Regions from separate parts of the Mus musculus genome. Here region 1 is linked to region 2. A link is a contact called in public promoter capture Hi-C data. All regions are on one chromosome and are shown on one strand. The core of a region is the stretch at or near the end of the contact, and the rest is flanking DNA. Distances in the headings are between cores, read along the strand shown. Region 1 holds the start of Asb4 (ankyrin repeat and SOCS box-containing 4). Region 2 overlaps Pon3 (paraoxonase 3).

Region 1 (6,740 bases), core at 748-3,247, 150 kb before region 2:
GCCTCTAACTGAAAGCCACACCTCATAGCCTGAATGCTAGTAAAACAATCATCGGCATAAATAAAAAGTTAGTTCCACGGGGGCCACAGGAATTAGCTTATTTTGACAAGAAGAATTTAAAACACAGTTTCTTCACATTTGGGGATTATGATACCCAAGAGATAACAGAAAAAAACAGCCTGCTCTCCAGGAGCCCAAACTTCTAAGTTCCCTGTCTCAGAACTTCCGAGCCTGTCTGCAGGGTTTACCTGCCTGAGAGATAAGAAAAGGTGGTCTTTGCTGCTCGCTATCAAATACATTAGCTACTGGCTTGAATCTGAGCCCTGTTGTATATGGCACACATAGAAGTTTCTTTAAAATAAACTTAGTATCCAGATTGAACCACGAAACAAAGTTATAAGTTCCAAGAAACCTAATTATATAGCATATAATTTGTTCTTCAACAGAATCTTTTCAACTTTGTAGAAAAAAAATAGAACTCTTAATTTTTCAGACAAAACAGCAATGACAGTTTATCATAAAACACAAATCAAAGAGCAAGCCCAGCAACTGACCTCAACTCATCTCTACTTATTTCAGAAATGACAGAGAATTAGGTAGAGAGAAATCCTACTTGTGTTTGTATCTGCAACTTGGTGACACTAACGATTTTGTATGAATAAAAAACAGATTTATATTTGAACATAAATAGGTCTCCCTTCACCCGACTCCCAAGACTTTCCCACATATTTTCTCTAGGCAGCAGTGAAGGTAAATAGAGTCTTTCTTTGCAGTATGCTCGCCAAACGGTCTAACTATTGAAGTTTTCCCATTATCTAGTTGATTTGAGAAATCAGAATGAGTGTGTTAATCTTGTTCTGATTTATTAAAGAGGAGTTCCAGGGGAGGGGGAGACTTAAAGAATTTTGTTATAATTTTTGATTTCCTATTTTTTTTTTTTTGGACAAAGCAGAGATTCTGAATTTTAATTTTTCAATTTTTTTCTCTACTATTGCAGCCAAGCAGAAAAGAAAAATAAAAGTTAACTTTGTGGTGTTTAGAGTTCAGCTTTTGTTCCTGCACTGAAACCCATTAAACCGATGCAGACCATCGAAGTGCCCCTGGCGCATCTTTCGCCATTCATTAACTCTCTAAATGGAAAAGAAGGTCCCCTTTCTCATTCACAGGGACACGGAGGTGATATATCTGTAAGTGGTTGTTAGGAAAGAATCAGCAGCCTGACCGAGAACCACACTGTCACACAGAGATCTCAGCGTCTTTAAGCAGAGCCTAGAGGCTTTTCTTTATTCTGTACCAACACAGTCACAAGGGAAGTCCCCCACACACCGTGCATGACAAATACAACCTCCCAGGGTCCCAAATTCCAGGCGCAAGAATGGCAAAGAGCAATAAATAGAAATACATAGACAAAAATCTGTATGGATCTATGAAAATCACCCCCAAATGCGCTCTGATTTTTAAAAGGGAAGGGAAGATTTTTAAAAATAAGAAATACTGTCTAAACAAACACTTAAACAATAAGAACGACTGCTTTAAAGACAAAAGCTGACCTACTGACCTAAAAATCCATTTTGTATCAATTTCACAATTACACCTCTCCAATTCTTTTACCTTGTTTGTAAGATGCCAAAATCATGTTCTCATCTTCAACTTCAAACACTGTGTCCACATCTATTTGCCTCTCGATTAAAATAGCCTTCAGTTTTCCGAAGTCATTTGTTTTTAGAGCCTCCAGGAAATCTTTCTTAACTAATTTGGCAGCTCCAGCTTTGCTGATAGGGGCAGTGATGCCGTCCATCCTCGGAGCCCTGTGGAAGCGGAGCAATGATTTATCAGGAGAGCAGCACCCAGCACACAGGCAAGGCTGGAGAGTCCACAAACTGCCGGCTAATTTTATCCCAAAGTTATGCTGACCCGTTCTATTTATATAGGGATCATTTCAAACTTCAAAATATCCTCCCAGACTCTCCCTGAGTTCTCAGGTCCTTTAAACTGGAGATACGTAAGCGGGTCCCTTCCGCTCTACGTGGAGTCGATAAGCAGGAAGGCTTCTGTGACACATTTCCGAGCATGAAATGTCACAATTATTTCTTACAAGACCAAAGTGAAAGTGTAAGATTTACAAAGCTCTTAATTCTCTTTATGTTTTCTCCTCAACAAAAAACATCTGGCGCCTGGCTGGAGCCGCAGTATCTTAGTCTGACTAACTAATAGCCCCAAATGAGAATTTGTTTCTGTTGTTGATACACGTGCTACTGAAAACCTTTAATGATTTTGTGAAATGAGCCTGTAAAATCGAGCCTAATTATGCACATCTAAAAACAAACAGAAGGTTTGTCAGTAACCTACACTTAAAAATTTTTCAATATTATGAGAAAAGCAGGGCGGGGTAGTGAGATGATGGGGGGGGGTCATTTTAGGGGAAAAAAAGAACCTGAAGAAACAAGAAAATCAATGCAACAAGTGAGTGGACTTTATTGAACCCTGCATTTTATTTCTCAAGTCAGTTAAAAAAAAAAGCCATGTTTGAACAAATTACAAAAACAAATACAAGCTGGATCTTACTTTCTACTATGAGCTTATTGATTTGAAAATGTGAGTCAGGTATTTGGGTTCTGTAAAAGAATCCTGTTTGTCCTCAATTAAAGCAATGCCTAATCAATTAGCACACTGTCTCACACATCCTCTGTCTGTTTACATAGTGCTTGTGTGTGTGTGTGTGTGTGTGTGTGTGTGTGTGTGTGTGTGTGTGTGTTTGCTAGGGATCAAACCCAGGGACTCACACAGCTTGTGTTTTATTACTGAGCTAACTCCATCCAAGGTCTTTAACACTTTTGTTTTAAAACAGTTCAGACATGTAAATAGGACAGAGAGCAAGGGACAAGAGGCACAGAGACAGAGAGAACACAGGGAACAAATGTGGCCCAAAGTTAAGCAGCTGGTTACTGTCATGGGCAATATGCAGTTACCTGCTAGTTTTTATTATTAAAATTTCTCCCTGTTAGTTTTTCAACAGAAAAAGTTAGAGACAAAACTGAAGACTTAATTTTACTTATTAGTGTCTTTAATGTCAGAAAATTATCAAGTGCTAACTAGTATACAAATTAGCTGCAATTTACATATCATGGATAGGTTCAGAAAAATGATATAAAAAAATCCCTGCAGTACTTGCAGTGTGAATTTTTTAAATTTTTCAATAACAAATATGTCTATAAACGCAACTGCGAATCAGCATACCCTTTCACTTGATGTACTGATGTGGAACGTAAATATACAAAACTGGCCAGTCCTGAGCACAGAACTTACCAAATCATAACAATTTTCACATTCAACACCCAGACCCAACAGAGTAGTTGTAAGCCCACCAGAACCCCCTCACACACTCTTAGACGGGAGAGTCAATCTGCCAACACCCACTACCATGACTTCCAACACTGAGGGTCAGTTCTACATACTTTTTAAAAGAACTTTTATTTGAAATTTTAATAGTTTACTCATTTAAATTTTAGATACATACTTCAAAATGATGGCTCCAGCAAGGGTGAGATGATCAAGAGACACGGAAACGAAGAGACAGGGACCTTCTGTCTGCTCAGCCCTGGCTCTAGACCCCAGGACACTGTTAAGACCTTTTGCTTTTGTTGAACATATATTGGAGACTCTTCTGAGAGGCTTGCCTGAACTTAGCCCCAGATACCTTCTTCAGCAAATACTTAGTGGTGCTTAGTGTATGACAAGTCACTTATTCAGAACACTGGAAATGTATCAATGAGAAAAACATACAAGAATCCCCACTGAAGTAGACTTTTGTGTGTTAATGGCTTAGGATCTTCTCCATCACTTGTCCAAATGGATTTTGTTCACAAAGTTACAAACTTCTTTGAATTTCACACAGAATGTGTCTTGTGACAATTACATGGATCTGATCCCCTTCACAGATACCCCCACCCCTACTTTGCTTGGCAATTAAGTAAAGGGCAATTTAATTTTATTCCAGACAGATATGTTTAATATGGTCCAAATACATAGCAGTCTCTTTATATAAGTAGTCACAACTCTAGGAGTTAAGGGTGTCCTTGCCAGTTCTGATGTTCCCTGTAAAAGGACATTCAGGAAGTTGTGATCATTGCACAAACAATATTTAAAACACTGGTATTTAACAATCAGCACATAAAAGACTATGCCATAAGTTACAGGTATGGCCAGACCCATGTGAGTCTGGAGAATAAAGGAATCCTGAATAGGCTCACCGTCCTCTGGAGCCCCATCCTTGAACTCTATGCAGGGTGGTAGAGTGTCTCCTTCCACTCACTGGGTCTTATTTAGCTTTAGTCACCTTCTAGCTTCTGCTGGTCATACAGTATGTGGCTCCAGTCATTTGCCACTGGCTATGGGTTCTTCATTCATTGTAGCCACATGGATACTTTAGGACAATCAATTATTGGCCACTTCAGAAACTGTATGACTTCTCTCCAGAGACACCCTCACTTTTGTCCACTCCACCCTACCCCCACCCCCATCCCCACCTCCACCCCTTATGCAGGGACCATAAAGAGCAAAGCTAGCACAATGAAAGAATGTGAACAGGGATGGGAACTGTATTGTTAACCCCAGGATCAGTTTGTATCTCTGTTCCTAATCCAGCAAGACTTCATCCTGGCTAGAAAATGCCTAATCTGGGAAGTGTTAATTGCTCTTTAACTTTTACTTTTTTCTTCCTAGGTTAACTAGCTCATTGATCTTTCACCCTGGATACAGGGCTTATCATTGCATTGTGGAAGAAATGCTATTATTTAAGCCCCCGGGTCCTTGCTTCTGTTGTTCTCTTGTTGCTTCAGCTGCGCTGGGGGCAGCTGCTGGTCTTTTGGCTCAGTTTGGGTTGGATGCTGTGGTTGAATGCACAGCCTCATGAATGCTAGGCCAGTGTTTTCCACTTAATTACTGCCCCAACCTCCAAAAGCTTATCTTATTAATATCTGATTTGTATAACTTCTGCCTTTCTAAAGATCCAGGTTCATAGCTGTAAAAAAATAAATGTATCTTTGTCAAATATTTTGAGAAAGCAAAGTTTCTGTGAAGAAAATTTCAAAATTAAGAACATTATTTCTACCATTCTACTAGAAGCAAAGAACCAAAGAATAAAATTCAGAGATAATTTGAATTTTAAAAAATAGAAGTTTAGGAGCTGGCGAGATGGCTCAGTGGTTAAGAGCGCCGACTGCTTTTCCGAAGGTCCCGAGTTCAAATCCCAGCAACCACATGGTGGCTCACAACCATCGGTAAAGAAATCTGATGCCCTCTTTTGAAGTGTCTGAAGACAGCTACAGTGTACTTACACATAATAAATAAGTAAATCTTTTTTAAAAAAAATAGAAATTTAATTTCTCACCGAAGTCATAGCAACGTATCTGGAATATTGTGACTAATGAAAAAAAAAAATCTGAGACCTGACGTCATTACCTAGACTTAGCTTCAAATAGCATCCATTGCTTAGGCCACAGGAGACTACATTTTGAAGTGACCATGTTTTACACCATCTAGTCTGACCTGACAGGAACCCTCCTCCGCTTTGTCTCTTAAAATGAAAACTCCCGTCCTGGACAACGTGTTTTTCATTAGTCTTTAACAACATGTCTCGGACATGTCTTCTGATCTTGATGGTAGGAAGACCTTCCTGACAGGACAGTGATGTTGAGGCAAATGGTTCCACAACCCTCTTGTACTCCCTGGGGACCTGAGGGAGCAGGCACAAAGGCCCAGGTGCTTGTTATCTCAATGGCTGTATACCACACAATCTACCCACTGTGTGTTATCTCTGGAACACAAATGGTTCCTTTGTTTATTATATCACTTTAAACATGGATTTAACACTATTAAGCTACAGTTGTTAAATGCAAACACAGGGAAGAAGTGAGAAGCAGATTCCTAAAACTTATCTTCAGAAATTAGAATTTTTGTGGGAGCAAAGTCCTTTGCCCTCTCTGACTTTCCAGCAGAGGAGTGGGTTATCTTTGCTATGGGCTCACAGCTGTGCATTATGGGATTGCTTGAAAACCGCCTTTTTTCTCCTCTGTCATACTTAAGGAGTTGTGTAAAATCTCAGGACACTCTGCATCAATTTTTGCTGTTGTTGTCTCATATATTTGCATGTTAAAGCTTTGTACAGAGATTGCTTTAACTGTAGATTTACTTGGGTTAATAGACAACACGGACAAATGCAGTGAGAGCCTCCAGCTGTATGGGCTTCAGCAGAGATCTGATCCAAGTTTTCTATACCAATTGGCAATAGGGTTAGTACTGTAATTGAAATTACCATCGTTATTTATAATGCAGAAGTCAGGAAAACTAAGAACCAAGGGTTGTAGCTGGGCGTGGTAGCACACGCCTTTAATTCCAGCACTCGGGAGGCAGAGGCAGGAGGATTTCTGAGTTCAAGGCCAGCCTGGTGTACAAAGTGAGTTCCAGGACAGCCAGGGCTATACAGAGAAGCCCTATCTCGAAAAACAAACAAACAAAAAAGACACAGAAGGATCTAATTAAAGGATCTACTCAAACCTGTAACCACATGTGAATGTTTGGGGGGGGGGGGGGAGGTGAGTGGGTGGCTCATAAGCACAAGGAAAGAAACAAACAAACAAACAAACCCAAAACAACCAAACAAAAAAAGAACCCAGGCTTGTGTGGACCTCTGCAACAACAAATGGCAAATAATTTGGGGGTTTTTTGTTTGTTGGTTGCTT
Region 2 (6,813 bases), core at 3,525-6,024:
ATCAAGATTGAAAAGAATCTTAGCCATCATACGTTTCAGTTGCTTTATTTTATGAAACAGCTTCTCAAGGCCTAGGAAGACCAAAGGACTCTAAGTAAGTAACACAGCTTGGTCCCTTGCACTGTAATTTGTGCCTTAATTCTTTCTAAGATAAAAATGCTTCCTTTTTCTCAAAAGTGGTTTTTCCTGTATTCACAAACAAAGAATGGTGTTGCAGAAAGAGGAACACTCCTCCATTGTTGGTGGGATTGCAAGCTTGTACAACCACTCTGGAAATCAGTCTGGCGGTTTCTCAGAAAATTGGACATGGTACTACCGGAGGATCCCACAATACCTCTCCTGGGCATATATCCAGAAGATGTTCCAACTAGTAAGAGAGACACATGCTCCACTATGTTCATAGCAGCCTTATTTATAATAGCCAGAAGCTGGAAAGAACCCAGGTGCCCCTCAACAGAGGAATGGATACAAAAAATGTGCTACATTTACACAATGGAGTACTACTCAGCTATTAAAAAGAATGAATTTATGAAGTTTCTAGGCAAATGGTTGGACCTGGAGGGCATTATCCTGAGTGAGGCAACCCAATCACCAAAGAACTCACACAATATGTACTCACTGATAAGTGGATATTAGCCCAGAAACTTAGAATACCCAAGGTATAAGATACAATTTGCAAAACACATGAAACTCAAGAAGAATGAAGACCAAAGTGTGGACACTTTGCCCCTTCTTAGAATTGGGAACAAAACACCCATGGAAGGAGTTACAGAGACAAAGTTTGGAGCTGAGACAAAAGGATGGACCATCTAGAGACTGCCATATCCAGGGATCCATCCCATAATCAGCCTCTATACGCTGACACCATTGCATACACTAGCAAGACTTTGCTGAAAGGACCATGATATAGCTGTCTCTTATGAGACTATGCTGGGGCCTGGCAAACACAGAAGTGGATGCTCACATTCAGCTATTGGATGGATCACAGGACCCCCAATGGAGGAGCTAGAGAAAGTACCCAAGAAGCTAAAGGGATCTGTAACCCTATAGGTGGATCAACATTATGAACTAACCAGTACCCCGGAGCTCTTGACTCTAGCTGCATATGTATCAAAAGATGGCCTAGTCGGCCATCACTGGAAAGAGAGGCCCATTGGACTTGCAAACTTTATCTGCCCCAGTACAGGGGAACGCCAGGGCCAAAAAGGGGGATTGGGTAGGTAGGGGAGTGGGGTGGAGGGTATGGGGGACTTTTGGGATAGCATTGGAAATGTAAATGAGGAAAATACCTAATTAAAAAAAAAAAAAAAAAGAATGGCGTTGCTGGCTGTGCTCCTTCCCCAGATCAGACAACGGCTGTAGGTGACAGAGAGAAAATTCACCAAGTCAAAATGAAATGCAGAACCTGGGACATTTTTGTTTGGCTTTGAGATTTTGGCTTCCATATGATAATAGCGTTTAAATATGCATATGTGTGTACACTGGTTCTCTGTTTCTGCAGGGATTAAAATATCCGGGCATGCCAGCGTTTGCACCGGACAAACCAGGAAGAATCTTTCTGATGGATCTGAATGAGCAAAACCCAGAGGCGCAAGCACTGGAAATCAGTGGTGGGCTTGACCAGGAGTCACTAAATCCTCACGGGATCAGCACTTTCATCGACAAAGGTACAAGACAAATGACTAAGAGAAAGGGAAGCTGGAGGGAAGAGATGCCATAGACCCCCTACAACTCAGCATTCATGCTAAAGCTATAGGGCAGGCGCTATTCCACCAAAGAAATGTATGGAATAATTGCAAAAGTTTTAATGTTCACAGGGAACATTTTTTAAAACAGTGAAGGATGTGAAGGATGGCTGACCTGAGAGACCCGAGTGGGCTCCTTTGATCCACTTTGCTTCTTATTTGACTCCCATAACCTGTTTAAATAAGAAATCAAACATATAACGTGAAAATAATAATATAACAGGAAAAATCATACCATAAGGGAAAAAGAGATAAATTGGAATCTTGGAAACTGAAACCCCAGTTTTGTGCCTAATAATACCACCAAGAAAGTGAAAAAATGCTCGAAGAATGATAGATAATATCTGCAAATAATATGTCTGATTCAGAGCTTGTAGAGACAATATCAGTGTTACAACTTGTCTTAATTACTGCTCTATTACTGCGAAGAGACCCCGTGACCCAAGTAAGTTGGGGAAGGAAGGGATTATGTGGCTTGTACCAAATAATAAAGTAAGTCAGAGCTGGAATTCAAACAAGGCAGGAATCTGGAGGCAGGAGCTGATGCAGAGGCCATGGAGGTGCTGCTTACTGGATTGCTCATTACTGCTTGCTCAATCTGCTTTCTTATAGAACCTAGAACCACCAATCCATGAATGGCACTACCCACAATGGCCTGGGTCCTTCTCCATCAATCACTAATTAAGAAAATATCCAACAGTTCGATCATATGGAAACATTTTCTCAACTGAGGTTCCCTCCTTTCCAATGACTCCAGCTTGAAGCAAGTTGACATTAAACTATCTAGCATGCCCCTTAACATCCAAAAGACAAATGAACCTGTTTAAATGTGGACAGGTATCTGAATAGATATTTCTCTTATGAAAGTATACAAATGCCAATTAAGGTGTTAAGAGACATTTGACAATTTCAGCAACCTGTGAAAATGCAGATGAAGTAAAAATCAGTCACTTCTTCATATATTCAAGGATGAGAATAATAGAAGGGACATGAGGCTAGGTACAGGGCAATGGGTCACCGTACCTACCCATTATTCTTGAAACTCCGATATTGAGAGTGGAGACCAGTGGATCCTCAGAGTTCACCAACCATCCAGTTAAGACCCTACCCCCCCCCCAAAATAATCAGTGAGTTTCCAGGTCAGTGAGAGACCTTGTCTCAAGGCAGTAAGGCAGAAAGTAATAGAGGAAGACATACTCACTGATGTGCATGTAGCACATATAAATACATTACTATTACTACTACTACCACTACCACCACCACTACAACTATTACTACAACTACTGCTCTCTCTCTCTCTCTCACACACACACACACACGCACACACACACACAGAGTGAGAGAGAGAGAGAAAACAAGTAACAACAAATATAAGCAAAGATGTGGAGAAATTGGGCTCCTTCACTGGCAATATTGTGAGAGGTGCATCCACTTTAGGAAACAGTCTGTCAGTTCAAAATATTGTGTTACCATGTGATACAGTAGCTTTGCTCTCTGGTGTGTGATCAGCAGGACTGGCAACACTTCTACACAAATACTCCCACATGAATGGTCCTATCAGCCTTTTTCCTAGTACTCACATGCCCATTAACTGATGAGCATGGAACATAGTTTATACAATAGACTACAATACAATACAATACAGTATCATTTGGCAATAGAAAGAATGAGCTGGGATAGTGTGCTATGACCCTGGGCAGATGCTGGGAAGAAGGGGAAGTAGAAAGGAACATCTAAACAGTGGGGCATTTACATGGGGCCTGATGTAAGCATTCCGGAGCTAAGTAGTGGTTATTACTACACAACTCTAAGAATATACTAAAACGCACTAACGTTTACATTTTGCAAGACTGGATTTAATGGCATGTGACTCACATCTCAAGAAACTACCTCAGAAACAAATCTTATATTATTCACTTTGAAAATAGCAATCTTTAGTACATTTTGCTTGTTTATATCCCATAATTCCAAACTAATTTAAATATAATTTATTTGTGAATCCATTGAACACACAGATGCCATTGTATAAATGAAGGGGGTATCTCTCTGCCCCAGTATTTGTTTCTACTTACTAGTTTTTACTATTGTTTTCTTATCTAAATATATTCACCATAAAAAATGTATGCAACACATTCATTATGGAATCTGAGAGTCCAGAACAATGACTGAGACAGAATAGGAACTGAGCAAACAGGTATCTGGTGCGCGAGGGACTATGGATGTGATGGCATCAGACAAGTTACAGTAATACTCCATTTAATAAGATGGAGAAGCTGGAGTTGCCAGGAATGTGATACAGGGTTGACTTCTCTGAGTAACTCTGGCTGCTTCAGAGTTAGAAGGTAGGTGCTTTCATTTATCGCGTGTCTCTTACTCGGTAAAACTCGGGAAGCTCATTATACTTAGTCCCTTACAGCCACAACTTGTTTGCCTGACACTGCCCTGGCTAACGCATTCCAGTGAGAGCCGAGTAGTCAGATTAACGGAGACTATTTCACTGTATAGGATGTTAGAGTTAGGGATATCAGGAGCTGAATGTTCTAAGATAGGATCAGCTTATGGATTATCTGTCAGCCATACACTGAAGCTTCCAGACATTCAATGTTCTGTGATTGACAACCTATTTTATTTATTCCTAAATTAAGGGATTAATTCACAGACCAAAATGTCCCACAGAGAACTGTCAGGCTGTAGAACAAAGTTTATCTTCATTAAGCACCTCTTCCACCTAATTTGCCTGGAACAGCTAAATGTGGTCAAGGGCCCTGAATGTAAATTTCATATGTCAGGCCTCAGACCTGCTCCATTACATGTTCAGTAATTACATGGAGGAAGTGAACAGGAACAAGAGATACAGAACAAATTTCACAGTGAGAGGACAGGACCAGACCAGTCCCTCAAAACCTCAGACACACAGCTTCTAATAAGTCTATGAAGGCCACTACCCTCAATCCTCTTCAGGGCACTCTACATTCCAGAGTGAAAGCAGGTATCTGGGAGCATTCTTGAGGTTGGTGATGCCTAGGATTAGCTGGCTTGTTTCCATTGGCGTGTTTACTTTACAAGTCCACTGAGTTCAGTAAATATAGTTACTCTACTCAGGTATTTCACTTGTGTTAGAAGTTCGTTGTCCATCTGGGAAAGGGCTTATTTGAAAGCATTCGCATGCCCTGAGGTTTCTTGAACTTCTGTCGAAATGTAGACCTTTGTGACACACCCCAAAATTTCTCAGCAGACATGATTTGTTTGCTGACAAACCATCCAGGAGAGTGACATACATGTTTGCCTACCACTGAAGTTCCATCTCTTCTCTTTAGAGAGGGCGTGCTAGTGAGGCTGTGGAGACCATTGCACAAACACCCATGCTTTGCACCATTGCTTGGTAAACTTGCTATGTTGATAAAATTGCTGGGATATCCCCTACTGGAGTTTCAATTTCTCCAAAAATAGAAGCATCTAGCATTGGTGTTAATGACCTGACAGGCAGGCAGTACCATAAAAGCAGCCGTTGCACAGTAGTACCTGCCTATAAAATGCCAGCAACTCACAACTGGAACCTTGAAGCTCAAGATAAGCTTGGGAACATAGCAAGACCCCATCTCAAGGCAAAACTAAAGACCTGGGAGATGATTGGGTTTTTAAAGATGCCTAATAACGGTTTCAAGAAGCTCGCTTAAACTTCCTGGAAATTGTATCTTTCTTTGAAATGATCTCTCCCCTCCCCTCTCCCATTCAGACAACACTGCTTATCTTTATGTCGTGAATCACCCCAACATGGACTCCACTGTGGAGATATTTAAGTTTGAAGAACAACAACGCTCTCTCATCCACCTGAAAACTCTAAAACATGAACTTCTCAAGAGGTATGGAGTTAAAACCACGCGTCTTCGGTCTATTTCTTCGGGCCCTCCACTGTGCACCTTGCTTTCTTCCCTTCAGCAGGCGTTCTCCAGCTTTTGTTTCGCAAGCGGAAGATTTTTCTCTTTCTCTAAAGCTTTCTAAAGCTCCCTGTGGTGGGACTGCCCAGCGCCTCAGTAGACATTGCTGTGTTCAGGATTGAATGTCTCTATATTTTCCAACTTTCTGAAAGCTCTTTAATCCTATAAAGGTGCTCAATTAGATTCCCAGCTCCAATTCCAACCTCTTTGCCACAGCAACTCAATCCTGTGCTCTCCTTAAACACCTACTCCCCCTGCCAATCATCGTGGTAGATTGTGTTTTCTGAGTCTTACCCACTGGGTATTATAACCAACCGCCAGATGGGTTATTTCTTTATGTCCAACTCTTTAAAGAAGAAGCTGATAAAAAATTAATAAAAATAAATAAAAACAACTGGTGGGAACTTATAAAGATTACCTTAAGTGTGCTGACTCTGTGCCAAGTCAAAATAGTTTAACTTATTTTCACATAGCATTTAGTAACAAGCATAAGTAAACTGAGTCTCATAGAAGTTGTGGGCCACTTGGCCCTGTGAAGGTTCTATGCCCCAGTATAGGAGAATGCCAGGATCAGGAAGTGGGAGTGGGTGGGTTGGGAGCAGGGGGAAGGAAAAGGGGATAGTGGGTTTTTAGAAGGGAAACTAGGAAAGGGGATAACATTTGAAATATAAATAAAGAAAATACCTAATAAAAAAAGAGAAACCATAACATTACTCTTTGATGATATAAATATTGGTAGAGTGCAATATTTAAGTTGATTTAGTACTTGACACCCAAGGAAAAGAAAATTCTGCAAACATTGCATTCCGTGTCTTTAATATGGACAAGTTAAATTTTGCAAAGGATGATCTTTTTTTCCAAGATCAACTCATTTTTTCTGACTTTCTATAATAAAATGTAGTATATCTTATACTTTTCTTGGAATTACTATAAATACATTGGGCATTGCGAAGGGGCAAAATAAAAACGGAAAATGTATAAGTGAAGAAGAAGAAGAAGAAGAAGAAGAAGAAAAAAAGTTGTGGGCCAGGTAGGTGGCCCGAGTCAGCTTGTGACTAAATCACCACGTAATCCCAGGTCCATCAAAAGTGAGCTCTTAATTTGCAATGATCAGCATCATTCTTATTGAA

Evidence for each region. Promoter capture Hi-C pulls out the DNA fragments that hold promoters and counts their contacts.
Region 1: a contact with region 2 is called in a promoter capture Hi-C map of liver, with 3 times the contacts expected there. The contact joins the promoter of Asb4 here to the enhancer-like site in region 2. A contact is called at or near these places in 18 of 39 promoter capture datasets (the 3T3-L1 cell line, 3T3-L1-derived adipocytes, the C10 cell line and 12 more), 2 of 15 datasets of contacts at CTCF or cohesin (large pre-B cells and pro-B cells), 27 of 484 Hi-C or Micro-C datasets (B cells, the C10 cell line, CD4 T cells and 15 more), 11 of 115 datasets of contacts at active chromatin or transcription factors (bone marrow-derived dendritic cells, bone marrow-derived macrophages, embryonic stem cells and 4 more) and 5 of 9 other capture datasets (adipose tissue, embryonic stem cells, liver and 2 more).

What each region holds. Positions count from the first base shown.
Region 1 is chr6:5,385,667-5,392,406 of GRCm38.p6, reverse strand. It overlaps Asb4 (ankyrin repeat and SOCS box-containing 4), which reads right to left and starts at 1,997. Exons shown (of 5, transcript NM_001355662.1): 1 at 1,612-1,997. The coding sequence starts at 1,798.
Region 2 is chr6:5,235,667-5,242,479 of GRCm38.p6, reverse strand. It overlaps Pon3 (paraoxonase 3), which reads left to right. Exons shown (of 9, transcript NM_173006.2): 4 at 1,502-1,667; 5 at 5,482-5,608. Among named protein-coding and RNA genes, the nearest start is that of Pon3, 17 kb to the left of the region's middle. Within about 2 kb of position 4,774, at least 10 of the 459 cell types and tissues checked have an H3K27ac peak or open chromatin away from gene starts, as enhancers often do. A contact at or near this core is called in the G1E-ER4 cell line and liver, where this site is marked.